Linked DNA regions of Mus musculus: region 2 is linked to region 1. Evidence: chromatin contacts called from public promoter capture Hi-C data. All regions are on one chromosome and are shown on one strand. The core of a region is the stretch at or near the end of the contact, and the rest is flanking DNA. Distances in the headings are between cores, read along the strand shown.

Region 1 (6,318 bases), core at 2,339-4,838:
CACACACACACACACACACACACACACACACACACCGTGACTCAAGGTTAATAACCAAGCAATACTGGCTGCATACTCTCCCCTGCACAAGCTTCTAAGGACCCTATAAACCCCTGCGTCCTCTGCACATGTGGCCCACTGCCATCTCTGTTCCTGCTCTGAGACCACCACCATTCTGTGTTTCTCCCCAGTAAATCTTCTGTGTCCTTGCGTGCGCCGGACTGGCCAGCAGTAATGACGCTGCAACAGGATCCTTCTGCACACATTTATTGGGAGAGCTTGATTGCAGAGGTGAAGAGACCCCAAGCCCAGAAATGGTGCTGCTTATATAGGCCTAGGAGAGGCATGTCTCACACCCGGATTGGTTATGCACTATGCCTCATTTGCATGTTCCTCATCTGATTGGCTACTCTCTCTCTCAGTACCTCACAGAACCTAATTAACATACCTCATTTGCATGTCTCACATCTGATTGGTTATATTCTCAGTACCTCATTAACATGCCTGGGCCAGGCAGTGACTTGGCAAAAAGCTTTACTGCATATGTACACATTGGTTGTTTGTCCAAACTTATGTGTGGTGGCCAGCAGTAGTCAGTGCCTATGCACTGCAACTGCACATGTGGCTTCCCACACTGTGTGAGGTTTCTTGCATCGTGTGACTTTATGGTATTCTTTAGTTACCAATTGCCCAGATACCCTGCATTGGAAAACCCACTCACTGAAAGGACTCTAACTCTCAGGGATAGAACACAAGTTTTCAGCTGTGGGAGTGGATAAAGAGCAAAGGTGAATACCTGTTCCCTTTTACAATCTTTTATTTTTTTAAAAATGTATTTTATGTGTATGGGTATTTTGCCTCAAGTATGTCTGTTCACTGTGTGTGTGCCTGGTGCCCTCAGGAGGCCAGAACAGATGTTAGATTCCCTGGGACTGGTGTTATAGACTGTTATAAGCTGTCATGTGGGTGCTGGAGATTGAACCCCCATCCTCTGGAAGAGCAGCCTGTGTTCTTAACCACTGAGCCATCACTCCAGCCCCCTTAAAAATTTATAATTAATTGTGTGTGTTGGGGGGGGTACATGTGAGTGCCCACAGTAGTCAAAAGCATTGGATCACTCTTGGCCTGGAGTTATATGAGTTTCTGAGCAGTTTTTTGTTTCGTTTCATTTTGTTTGTGTGTTTGTTTGTTTTGAGACAGGATTTTGTAGTGAGAATATTGGTTTCTTAAAAAAAAAAAGTTATGTTACATGAATATGTGTTTGTTTTAACCCCAGGTGTAGGATAAGAGTCTACTTCACAGTGGGTGATTATGATTTGCCTCGTGCACTAGCAGGGGTGTGAGCTTTTCCAGCTTCAGATAATTTAATTTTGGGGACTCTGGAGAGGGTACAAAGAGGAGAGCCCCGAATGGGCCTGTGGTGGCTCCCCCCCCAATCCCCCCCCCACTTGTTCCTGCTATTGCATCTGCTAGATTGCTGGTTTGCTATTGCTGAATTGCTGGATTACTGGATATTCTAACAATGGAGATTGGCCTTGCCCCAAGGAACTGGATGCCCCTAATCAGCAGGAAGTAAACTAAAGAGGTCTATGCTCCCTTCCTCCTCTAATCTTCTTTATCTTCTACCTCATGTTGGGGGATTGGAAGGAATTAGGGTGGAATAAGGGTTGAAAGGATGGTAGATATAAGAACCCAGTAAACTTGCTAAACAAATATGCCAACAGTATTTCTCTGTGTGTCATTGGCTGTCCTGGAACTTGCTCTGTAGACCAGGTTGGTCTTGAACTCAGACCCACCTGCCTCTGTCTCCCATGTGCTGTGATTAAAGGTGTGTGTGCCACTACGGCCATACTCAGTTTTTGTTCTTAACCACTTAGCCATCTCTCCAGCCTTTGCCCCTTTCTTTTTCTTTCTTTCTTCTTTTGGAGACAGGGTCTCACTCTAGATTGTGGGCTAGTCACCAGCTTCCTATTCAGCCCAGGCTGGCCTTGCAAGCACTCATGATCCTTACGCCTCATTTCCTCAGTGCTGGAATTACAGGAATATGCTACAAGGCCGGGCCTTTTACCTGTTCTTCTTTAACACAGCATCTATGGAGCCCTTGTAGACCAGGCTGGCCTTAAACCCCACAGATTCTCCTGTGTCTGCCTCCTAGATTCAGGGATTAAAGATGTAAGCCACCATACCAAGTCATTTCCCTATCTCTCCTGAGGTAGAAACTCAGTGGGAGAAGTAGTTATATACAAATCTAAGTCAAAGCAGACTATAAGGATATTGTGTTGGCATACAGAACGAAGCACACTTCCACAGACAGGGGATGTCTTTGGCCGGCAGAGGCATGTTTATCATGACAATTTAGTTCTAGCCTTACCTTTCTGTTTGGTAAAATAAGTGACATTTACCTTTAGAATTTTTTTTTTTTTAAGATGGGAGGCAGAGGCAGGCAGATCTTTTGACTTCAAGGCCAGTCTGGTGACCTAAGGACCCTAGTGGTATACAGAGTTCCAAGACAGCCCAGGCGACAAAAAGAACCCTGTCTCAACAAACGAGCAAACAATGACTAGAGATGCTAGGTAGACCTGGCTGTTATGGAAATTGCTATGTAGTCTAGACTGTTCTTGAACTTGTGGAGATCCTTCTGCCTCAGCCTACTGAGTGCTAGGTTTTTAGGAACACACAATGCCCTTTTAGGAAGGGATTACAACCCTGTCTTGAGGACTTCTGCAATACTGTTCATAGCATACAGGTATTTTGCCCGTGCTTAATTTTAAAAATGGCCGTAATTAATCCTCAGGAGCAAGGTGGAGGAGGTATGATTTCACCTCCTGCTCCAGGGTCTTCATTATCTAGCCCTGGCTCACCTGGAAATCAGATCTGCCTGCCTCTGTCTCTGGAGTGCTGGGATCAAAGGCATGAACCACTATGCCTGGCTATGGTTGTTCTTGATTTACAGTTTAGTAAATTCAATCTCTTGGAGAATACTCTTAAGTTATCATACTATAAATAAAGATGCCAGCTCTGACTTTGCTCTGCAGATTTTTCCCCAACACTCATTCATCATTGCCTAAAACAAACAAAAACAAAACATCAAAGAACCAACCAAACAGAAACAAAACAACAAGCAAGGTGTAGTGTGCACGCTTTTGATCCTAGCACTCAGGCTGGGGGTGTGGATCTCTCAGTTCTGGGTCAGCTAAAGTTACCTAAAGACCCCGTCTGAACATCAACAAAAACCCCAATAGTTTTCCCTGTTTCCTGCGCGAATGCCTTAGGGAGAAGGGTGAAGATAAGGGAAGGCAAATGGGGAGAGTTTAGGACTGGACACACGGGAACGAAAGTCCCTCCGGGAATGGGAGCGGGAAGCGGAAAGATAGAACCGCAGTTCTGCTCTACTGTCAGGACCGAGAGCCTGCGACCCGGGTTCACGCCTAAGCACTGAGCCCGCCCACTACTCCGGGGGCGGAAGCCTTCGCGTCGATAGCCTATCACCGCTGCGAAGACAGAACCAGTCTCTTCTTCATTGGTAGATGGATGGTGACGTTGCGCCATGGCCGTAGCGGACGTCCTGATTGGTTGGCGCTGGGGGCGGGTTTGCGCTTCGAGTCTGCGCCGAACTTTCGCTGTCCACGCTTCCAGGCGGTCGTGGTGGCTAAGGAGGGTGTGGGGACGGCTCGGAGGAACCCTGGGTTTGTGCTGAGAGCGGAGTGGGGGGGCGGGGAGAAGAATCGGTGACCGGAAGTTATCTGGTTGACCGGAAGCGAGGCCTGAGGGAAAGTGCGGATGCCCGGAGGGAGGAGCTTTCCACCTAGGGGGGCGGAGGGGACGCTCGGAGCGCCCGGTGTCCTGCGCGTCTCCGCTTTGAGGCTGAGCGGAGGACGCCGAGCGACCGACCGGTGGGCTTCAGAGAGCCCGAGTCCGGCTGAGCTCCGGCGGGACCTGGTGCCTCACGATCCCGAGAGCCGAACGGGAGGGATTCCTGTCACCGGGGCTCCCGAGGAGTAGCCAGGGTGCAGCCCGTAGGTCAGGCTTGGGGCGCTGCGCGAGGAGCTGGGTTTGTAGCTGACTTCCACTGTGCTGTCTGCCGGGTAGAGTTACGCTCCGCGCCTTTGTACAGGAGCCGGCGCCTGTTGGGGCAAGGAAGGAGCCGGGATGGCCTGGGCTCTGAAGCTGCCGCTAGCCGACGAAGTGATCGAGTCGGGGCTTGTGCAGGACTTTGATGCTAGCCTGTCCGGCATTGGCCAGGAACTGGGTGCTGGTGCTTATAGTATGAGGTGAGTGAGATGCCTCCCAGACCTTACCTTCTTAATAACAAAGGCAGGATCTTGAAAGGTGGGAGGGCGGCTGTACAGTTTAAGAGAACAGCCTGCAGCTTGGTGGGCAGATTACCCCCCCCCTTACACCTCCCTACCTCCCCCATCCTCTGGTTTGAGTAGTAGTGGTATGGGAGGACAGGAAAGACTCTAGAGTCAACTCTGTAGGGCCCTTGCATCCAGATGGTGTAGGAGACTTGGACACTGACTGTATGCTTGGGTATGTCTGGATTCACGTGAAGAAGGGGCAGTTGAGGGATATCTAAAGAAGTCCGGCAGCTGGGAACTGAGGTTCAAGGTTGACGACTTGTTGGGAAGAGATGGGATACCTTGGACAAGAAGTCCACAGACAGCTGTCTCTTACAACAGACTTGTTTTAAGGTTTTCTTCCAGGGTTCCTGTCTTTGGAAACTTGAGCTGAGAATGTCTAAAAAGTGACAAAGAGGCGCACGCCTTTGATCCCAGCACTCGGGAGGCAGAGGCAGGCGGATTTCTGAGTTCGAGGCCAGCCTGGTCTACAGAGTGAGTTCCAGGACAGCCAGGACTACACAGAGAAACCCTGTCTTGAAAAAACAACAACAACAAAAAAAACCCCAACAACAACAACAAAAAGACAAAAGAAAGACGAGAGTACTAGTGCACAACTGAAATACCAGCACCCAGCACTCAGCAAGAGGGGGATTAGGAGCTCAAGACCATGTTTGGCTACATAGTAAAAAATGGCACCGATAACTTTTTGATGTTCCTAAGCACCTATGCATCAGGCAGAAATATCCTTTTGTTAGGGAAGATGGGTGGGAAACACTGCCCCCCACTGCTGGGAGTTTTCTTCCTCTCAGGAATCACAGCTTAGGGAAAGCTGGAATTTTTTTTATTATTTATTTATTTTTTTGAGACAGGGTTTCTCTATGTAGCCCAGGTTGGCCTGGAACTCAGAGATCTGCCTGCCTCCGCCTCCCAAGCGCTGAGATCAAAGGTGTGAATCACCACAGCCCAGCCTAAAGCTGGATTTTTGACTGTGCCACAGAGAAAGAATTCAGGATAAGTTACTGTGAAGCAGAGTTGGAGTTTATTTAAAGGTCTTCAACAACCATGGGGTCTAAGGCAAAATGAGGTGTGCGCAGGAAAGAAAGGCACACCAGGGAGTGGGGTTCAGGCTTCTCAAAGGGATCATCGCTGTCTTTACAGTAACTATATTTAGTGTTTTTGAAGGCGCCTGAAGTTGTACTTGACAGAATTTTTAAGAAACCTTATAACAGGCCTTGGATCATGCATGGGATTCCTCTTAGGTCCCAAAAGTTTCAGAAATTAAAATGTTTTTTAACTGTCAACAAAAATTTAGCCTTGTTTTGGCGATTGGCAGAAAATACCTGAGAAAGTGGGACGACTATGTTTGAAGGTGACATGGGCTTGGGTTCTAACGTGGATCATTGCCATTTTAGCTTTCTTCTCTAGATAAAGGAATTTTATTTCTTTGTTGATAGTCTTCAGATAAAATATAGTTACTTGTGTTGGAATTTTCCCCTTCCATTTATGTGTGTGTGTGTGTGTGTGTGTGTGCACACCTGCGCCCCATGGCATTTGTGGAGGTCAAGGGGCAGCGTTCAGGAATTGATTTTTGTCCTTCCACTGTGTGGATTCTAGGATGGAACTCAGACTCTCACAGTCTTGGTGGCAAGGACCTTGAATCATCAACTAATTGATTCTTTAGCCACACTCCTTTTTCCTTCCCATTTTCCTATAAGTTTTATTGTCTTTCTCTCCTGTTGTAATTTCCCCTTTGAGACTTTTTTAAAATTATTTTTAAGATTATTTATTTATTATAAATAAGTACACTGTAGCTGTTCTCAGATACTCCAGAAGAGGGCATCAGATTTCGTTACGGATGGTTATGAGCCACCATGTGGTTGCTGGGATTTGAACTCGGGACCTTTGGAAGAGCAGTGGGCGCTCTCAACCACTGAGCCATCTCGCCAGCCCCCCCTCCCCCCTTGAGACTCTTAAGGCT
Region 2 (6,059 bases), core at 3,029-5,528, 1.8 Mb after region 1:
TGGAAGCCTGGCTACTGTCCTAGAACTTGCTATGTAGACCAGCCTGGCCTCAAATTCAAAGAAATCCACCTGGCTCTGCCTCCTGAGTGCTGGGACTGACAGTGCACCACCGTAGCTGGCTCAGCTTGCTTTCCTGATATTTTCCCCTGGTATTGAACTTATTTTTATTTGCATGAGTATTTTGCCTGCATGTATGCTTGTGTACCACATACATACTACACACAGTGTCCATAGAGGCCTGAATGGGGCCTGGGACTAGAGTCACAGACAGTTGCCTGCCACCATATGGATGCTGTGAATCAAACCAGGTCCTTGGGAAAAAGCTGCCTGGCCCCTTAGCCTCTGAGTGACTAGTCAGCCCTCACCTGCTTCATAAAATTCAAAGGTCGTGCCGCCCACAGTGACCTTGGCCCTTCCATGCCAATCATCAATCGAGAGAAATGCCTTGCAGGTTGGCTCACAATCTGGTGAGGTCATTTCTTGATTGGGGCTTCCTCTTCCCAAATGATTGTAACTTCTATCAAGTTGTCATCAACTAGCCAGTACAGTTGACCTCTTGTCAATATGACACACAAACACATCACTATTCAACTAGACCCTTTCCTTTCTCAGTTACCCTCAACATGGCATGTTATAATGATATAAAACATTCCAATGCTGATGTTTCCCATATTTGTTACAAATTCAAACGTATAAAGAAACCCGGTCCTTTTAGAAACATCTGAAGTCTCTCTTTTTTTTTTTTAAGATTTATTTATTGATTATATGTAAGTACACTGTAGCTGTCTTCAGATACTCCAGAAGAGGGAGTCAGATCTCATTACGGATGGTTGTGAGCCACCATGTGGTTGCTGGGATTTGAACTCTGGACCTTCGGAAGAGCAGTCCAGTGCTCTTACCCACTGAGCCATCTCACCAGCCCTGAAGTCTCTTTTAAAGTTCAATGTTTTTCTAAAACATTCAAAATCGCTGTAAAATTCTGAAGTTTCTTAAGCGTGGAGTCCTGTGAAATAAAAAAAAAAAAAAAAAAAAAGCTACATACGTTATTGCTTCAAAAAGGAGAAACCAGGACAATCACAAACAAAGCAAAGCAAAACCAGAGTCCAGCCCGGTAAAAAGGCCAGCGCTGGGGCCTCCTCATGGTTCTTTGGGCCTCAAAGTGCTCTGTGGCCTCAACTCTGCCAGCTTGTCTCCTGGGCCCAGGGCAGCGCTATTCCACAGTTTCTTCTGTCCTTGGCAGTTGTCCCACGGTGCTGGCATCTCCAAAAGGCTGGGTCTCTGCTGCAGCTGGATTGTGTTCTCCTCCTCTCCCCCCTCCTCCCCCCCCCCCTGACCTTGCCATGTGGTGACAGTAGACCAGACTGGCCTCAAAGTCAGAGGTCCACCTGGCTCTGCTTCCCAAGTGCTGGGATTAAAGGCCTGTGCCACCACCCTGGACTGCTCTTTCCTTAATCACAGCTGATTCTTCAGCCCCAGCTGTCCAGTATCAATTAAGTAAAGTAAAAGTTTCACTTTAGTTGTTCTTTTTTTGTTGTTGTTGTTGTTGTTTTGTTTTTTTATTATTATTGGCTGGGGTCCCTCTATATAGCCCTGGCTGGCCTGGAACTTACTATGTTGATCACTCTGGCTGTGAACTCACAGCAATCCATCTGCCTCTACCCCCCAGAGTCCTGGGATTAAAGGTGTGAGCCACCACATGTGCACTTTAGCGGCTCTTAATTCAAAATATGAGACTTAGACTCTTTAAGGGACTTTCCAATTTCTCCCTGTAACTTCCCAAGTCAGGCCTCTGTCGTCTGCACTGCTCTTGGCATTATCTTCTAAGTCCCCACAGCAACCCACGGAACTCTGAGCACACAACGGCTTTCCCAGCCCAGAGTTCAGATGCCACCACAATCCTCCCCAAAACACAAGGTCAGGTCTGTGACAGCAACATCTCACGCCTACTGTCCAAATGCAACCTGAGGAAGAAAGGGTTTATTATAGTTCATCACTGAGTTGGAACTCAGGGTAGGAACCTGGAGGCAGAAACAGAAGCAGAGGCCACGGAAGATTGCTGCTTATACATAGGCTTGCTCAGCCTGATTTCTTATACAACATACAACCCAGGGGTGACACCTCCTACAGTGAGCTTGGCTTTCTCAAACTATCACTCAAAGAAAATGTCCCCCAGGCCTGCTTCCAGCCCGAGCTGATAGAGCAAGACATTTTCTTAATTGAGGTTCTCTCTTCCTGCAGGACTCTGTAACCGGAGTCCAGCTGACATAAAACTACCTAGCACAGTAACTATATTTTGGGGAGTCTCTTGCCTTTAAGAACCCAGGATATGGGCTAGGGAGATAGTTCAGCCATTAAAAGTACTAGCAAGACAAGCTTGGCCCGAGCTTGTTCCCCAGAGCCTGTTGTAATAGGTGGAGGGCGATCAGGCTCTTACTGACCTCTCTTGCCTAGAGGACCTGGCTCCCAGCACCACGTGGAACAACTGCTTGTAACTTTGTCTCCAGAGAATGTTACATTTTTTTCTCCCTGTAGTAGATATCCACACTTACAGGCACCTACTCACACACAGAGACGTATGTGCGTAGGTACAGTTAAAAATAAATCCATTTGGCTGGATGTGTGACAAATACCTTTAATCTAAGCACTCAGGAGGCAGAGGCAGGCAGATCGTATTTGAGTTCAATGCCAACTTGGTCTATAAAGTGAATTCCAGGCCAGGTGGGGCTACATAGTGAGCCCCTGTCTCAAACACAACAATAACAAATATATATATTTTAAAGCTGAATGCCTGTGGTGTAATGAAAGCATTCCTAAAGTAAGATGGGGGATGATGCCAGGAGAATCACACAGAGCTAGCCTAGAGTGTGCACTGCAGCAGCAGAAACCAGAGATCCTGGCCCAACGAGGGAAAAAAGTCAAGAACAGCGACTCCCAAAAGGTGTCCTCTCTAACCTCCACATCTTGCTAGAGCACAAGTGCACCCGCAATCTCTCATACAAGCACACACACACAGAGTTAATAAATGGAGGGAAAAACGAGCAAAAACCAGAGCTTAACAAAGGCTCTCAACAGCATTGAGTCCTGAGTGGGGACAAATATAATTCTCTTCGTTATAAGCAAGTTCCTTGCTGTCCATCTCTTCGTTAACCATCTCTGGCTGTTCTGGAGCCTGCTCTGTAAATCAGACTGACCTTTAACTCACAGACATCCACCTGCCTCTGCACCCTAGTCTCCAGTGCTGGGATTAAAAGCTTGTGCCACCACCGCCCCCAGCCAGTCCTGTAATTTTTGAGGTAAACAAGAGAAGACAAACTGGTATAAAGGTATAAACCAGAGACAGATGTGACAAGAGATAGATTCTGTTCCCAGCCTATGTTTTGGAGGGAGAGAAGAGTTATAACGCTGCACCAAGCTCTTATACTTGATGCATTTAAAGAACGCAGTGGGGGCTGGTGAGATGGCTCAGTGGGTAAGAGCACCCGTTTCTGGCGAGGACCCTTCTAGCTCAGATTCTAACATAGCTTGTGGCTAGAGTCTCAGGCAGTGTCTCCATCATGTCAAAAGATGAGTGTCAGGGAAGGAAGGCGGGGTCCTGGGTGCGCTTTCCTGGGGATACTAAAATCCAGACTCATCTAGAGAGACTTCATGAGAGCCGCCTCTGAGTTTCTGCCCTCTGCCTTTCAGCCTCAACCTCCTAGACGACCCCATCCAGATGTTTCCTCTAGTATCTGGAATGCATCGTTCTTTCTCCTCTTCCTTTATGGGAAAGGATCTCAGAGAAAGCATCCTTAGGAACTAGGGAGCAGAGCGGATTAGCAGGTGGGGTGCGAGTGATGCGCTGTTTATTTGGAATAAGACTGGACTAGAGCAGGATACAGCAACCGTTTTCATCCTCCATGCTCCACATGGGCTCTGCTTAAGAAACCCCGGAGACTCCCTGGTCCGAGCCCTGTGGCCAGCGCAGCCAGGATGTGGCAAGGTCCCGGAGCTCGCTCTGCTCGGGAGCCTCACCTCAGTGCCCACAGCCCCCTCTACACGCCGTGCCTTCCGATCCTCCAGCCCCCACACAGGCCCCCGCCTAGGCTCAGCTTCAGCACCGGCTGCTTTTGCTGCAGCCGCTGCCATGGTGATGGGTCTCGCGAGAACTGCCGCTCGCTACCGCGCACTTCTCGCGCGATCGTGGAGGTGGGAAGTAGCCCGGGCTGGGGGTGGGTGTTCGCCGCACAGCTCCTGTCGCCGTCGCGGCTTCCGGTGCTAGGTGGAGGGCGGGCAGGAGGGAGCCGGGGAGCGGGCCAGCGGACCATCTTCACCGCGGTCGGGTCGGCTTGCGGAGCGGGAGGCAGCGGCCGGAGAGCCGGGCGGAACCTGCGGGGGCGGAGGCGGCGGTGGCAGCCGCGGCGCAGGGAGCAGGAACAGGTTCGGAGCTGGGGAGGGAAGGCGGGTCCGGGCAGGGAAGAGGCTGGGTCCGGGTGGGAGCCCGAGGCCCCCGGCCGCGGTCCGGCTCGCACCGTCTGGGCGAGGTGCTGGTGTGGGGGGTGATCCTCGCTGAGCTTGGGGACCCCAGCCCCACTCCTGTCCCCGCAGCCGAAGGACGCCGAGCTGGGGTGGGGGCGGGGGGCGCACACGGATTTGTCCTCCGCCTCCCCCGAGGGTGCGACCTGGGCTGCAGAGGTGAGCTTGGGAGGGTTGGGGACGAGGGGGAGGCAGGCTGACCTGTGGGAGGGGGACGCGGGGGCGGTGTGGCTGTTTGGCTCTCTTTTCCTTGGGTTTAAAGGGCTGCGAGGAACGCTGCCTTTTCTCTCTCCCTCCCCCGCCCGAGCTGTGGGGGAACCAAAGAAAAGCCGTGCCGTGCCGTGGTTATTCTCCTCCCTCACCCAGCGCGAGGCGTGGGGGGCCGGGGCTTAGTATCAGGGCCTACTGGTGGGGCTCGGCTGGCTGCGCACGGTCCTCACGGAGGTGGCGCTCTGCTCTGGGGTGTTGGGAAGAGGGCAGCAGGTGGGGAGAGGGTGGAGAGGAGGCTGGAGACGGGGGAGGGGGACCTGAGCTAGCTCGGAGGAGAGAGGTGGGGCCTTCCTCCCCCAGGCGGAGCGGGGGCGGTGTCACCGAAGGAGGGAGCAGCTTGTCACTGGCCCTGAGTTTGTGTCTTCCAATCCGCTTTCTTTCTCTAGGAAGTACCAGGATTCCCGGAACAGAAAATGAAGCCTTTGCTTAGCATGCCAGTCCTTTTTGAAGGAAGGAGGGGGAGGTGGGGAGGTGAAGTTCCCTGTTAAAACCTCAGGGTCCTTTAGTTAAGTCGTAACTCTTTGGAGAGACTTGTTTTTTTTTTTGGGGGGGGGGGAGAGGGTCTCTGGGCCAGGAAGAATGTAGTGGAGGGTTATGTATGTGGTCAGGACTAAGAAGAAAATAGTGAGGTCATTAGGGAGACGGGTAATGTAAAACCCGTCTCTGCCACTGTTGCATTGGGTCACCCTTGGGTCCATGGCATGAAAGTTTTATTGGGAGGAGATCTGCTGCAGGAGTCTGATTGCTTGAGTCATTGCAACAGGATAGAATCTAGTCTCTGCATACCTCCATCTGTGACCCCAGGCAGGGGGATAGGGAACTGTCTTTGCTGCCATTTTGTCTTAGACCTGTTTGGGGATAGTATCCCCACTGTGTGCTGCAGTGGCCATTGGGTTGGCCTTTGGCATGTTGGACCTGCGCTTGAGTACATTGTTAAAGGCCGTTTTAAGAAAGGCCCATCCACTTACATTCAGCTTTTCACACAAGGAGTCACTGACCTTGGAGGCAGCTGGAAAGGGCTCCCAGGTGTCACACAGTCACTCCTGCACAGTTTTCCTTCTTTCTCTCCTTCCTTTCCCCCTCCCTTACTCCTTTGTTTGTTTGAGATGCAGTGCCCTTGCTCGCCTCAACCTACCAGCTGCCTGCCGCTGTCTCTGGAGTGCTGAGGTTGACCTGGGAACCGAGGCAGACCCTTACTTCCTTTTTTGAGACAGGCTGGATTTGAATCTTGCTTTTGTAAGAACACGGGATAGCAATGCATAGAACTGCGCAAGGTT

The links. Promoter capture Hi-C pulls out the DNA fragments that hold promoters and counts their contacts.
Region 2: a contact with region 1 is called in a promoter capture Hi-C map of liver, with 2.5 times the contacts expected there. The contact joins the promoter of Arf3 here to the promoter of Tfcp2 in region 1. A contact is called at or near these places in 2 of 39 promoter capture datasets (liver and pre-B cells).

What each region holds. Positions count from the first base shown.
Region 1 is chr15:100,549,278-100,555,595 of GRCm38.p6, reverse strand. It overlaps Tfcp2 (transcription factor CP2), which reads left to right and starts at 3,588. Exons shown (of 16, transcript NM_033476.3): 1 at 3,588-3,686; 2 at 4,115-4,271. The coding sequence starts at 4,150.
Region 2 is chr15:98,761,337-98,767,395 of GRCm38.p6, reverse strand. Arf3 (ADP-ribosylation factor 3) reads left to right here and starts at 4,278. Exons shown (of 5, transcript NM_007478.3): 1 at 4,278-4,416. LOC115488470 reads left to right here and starts at 5,350. Exons shown (of 1, transcript XM_030248862.1): 1 at 5,350-6,059. The coding sequence starts at 5,484. The coding sequence ends at 5,948.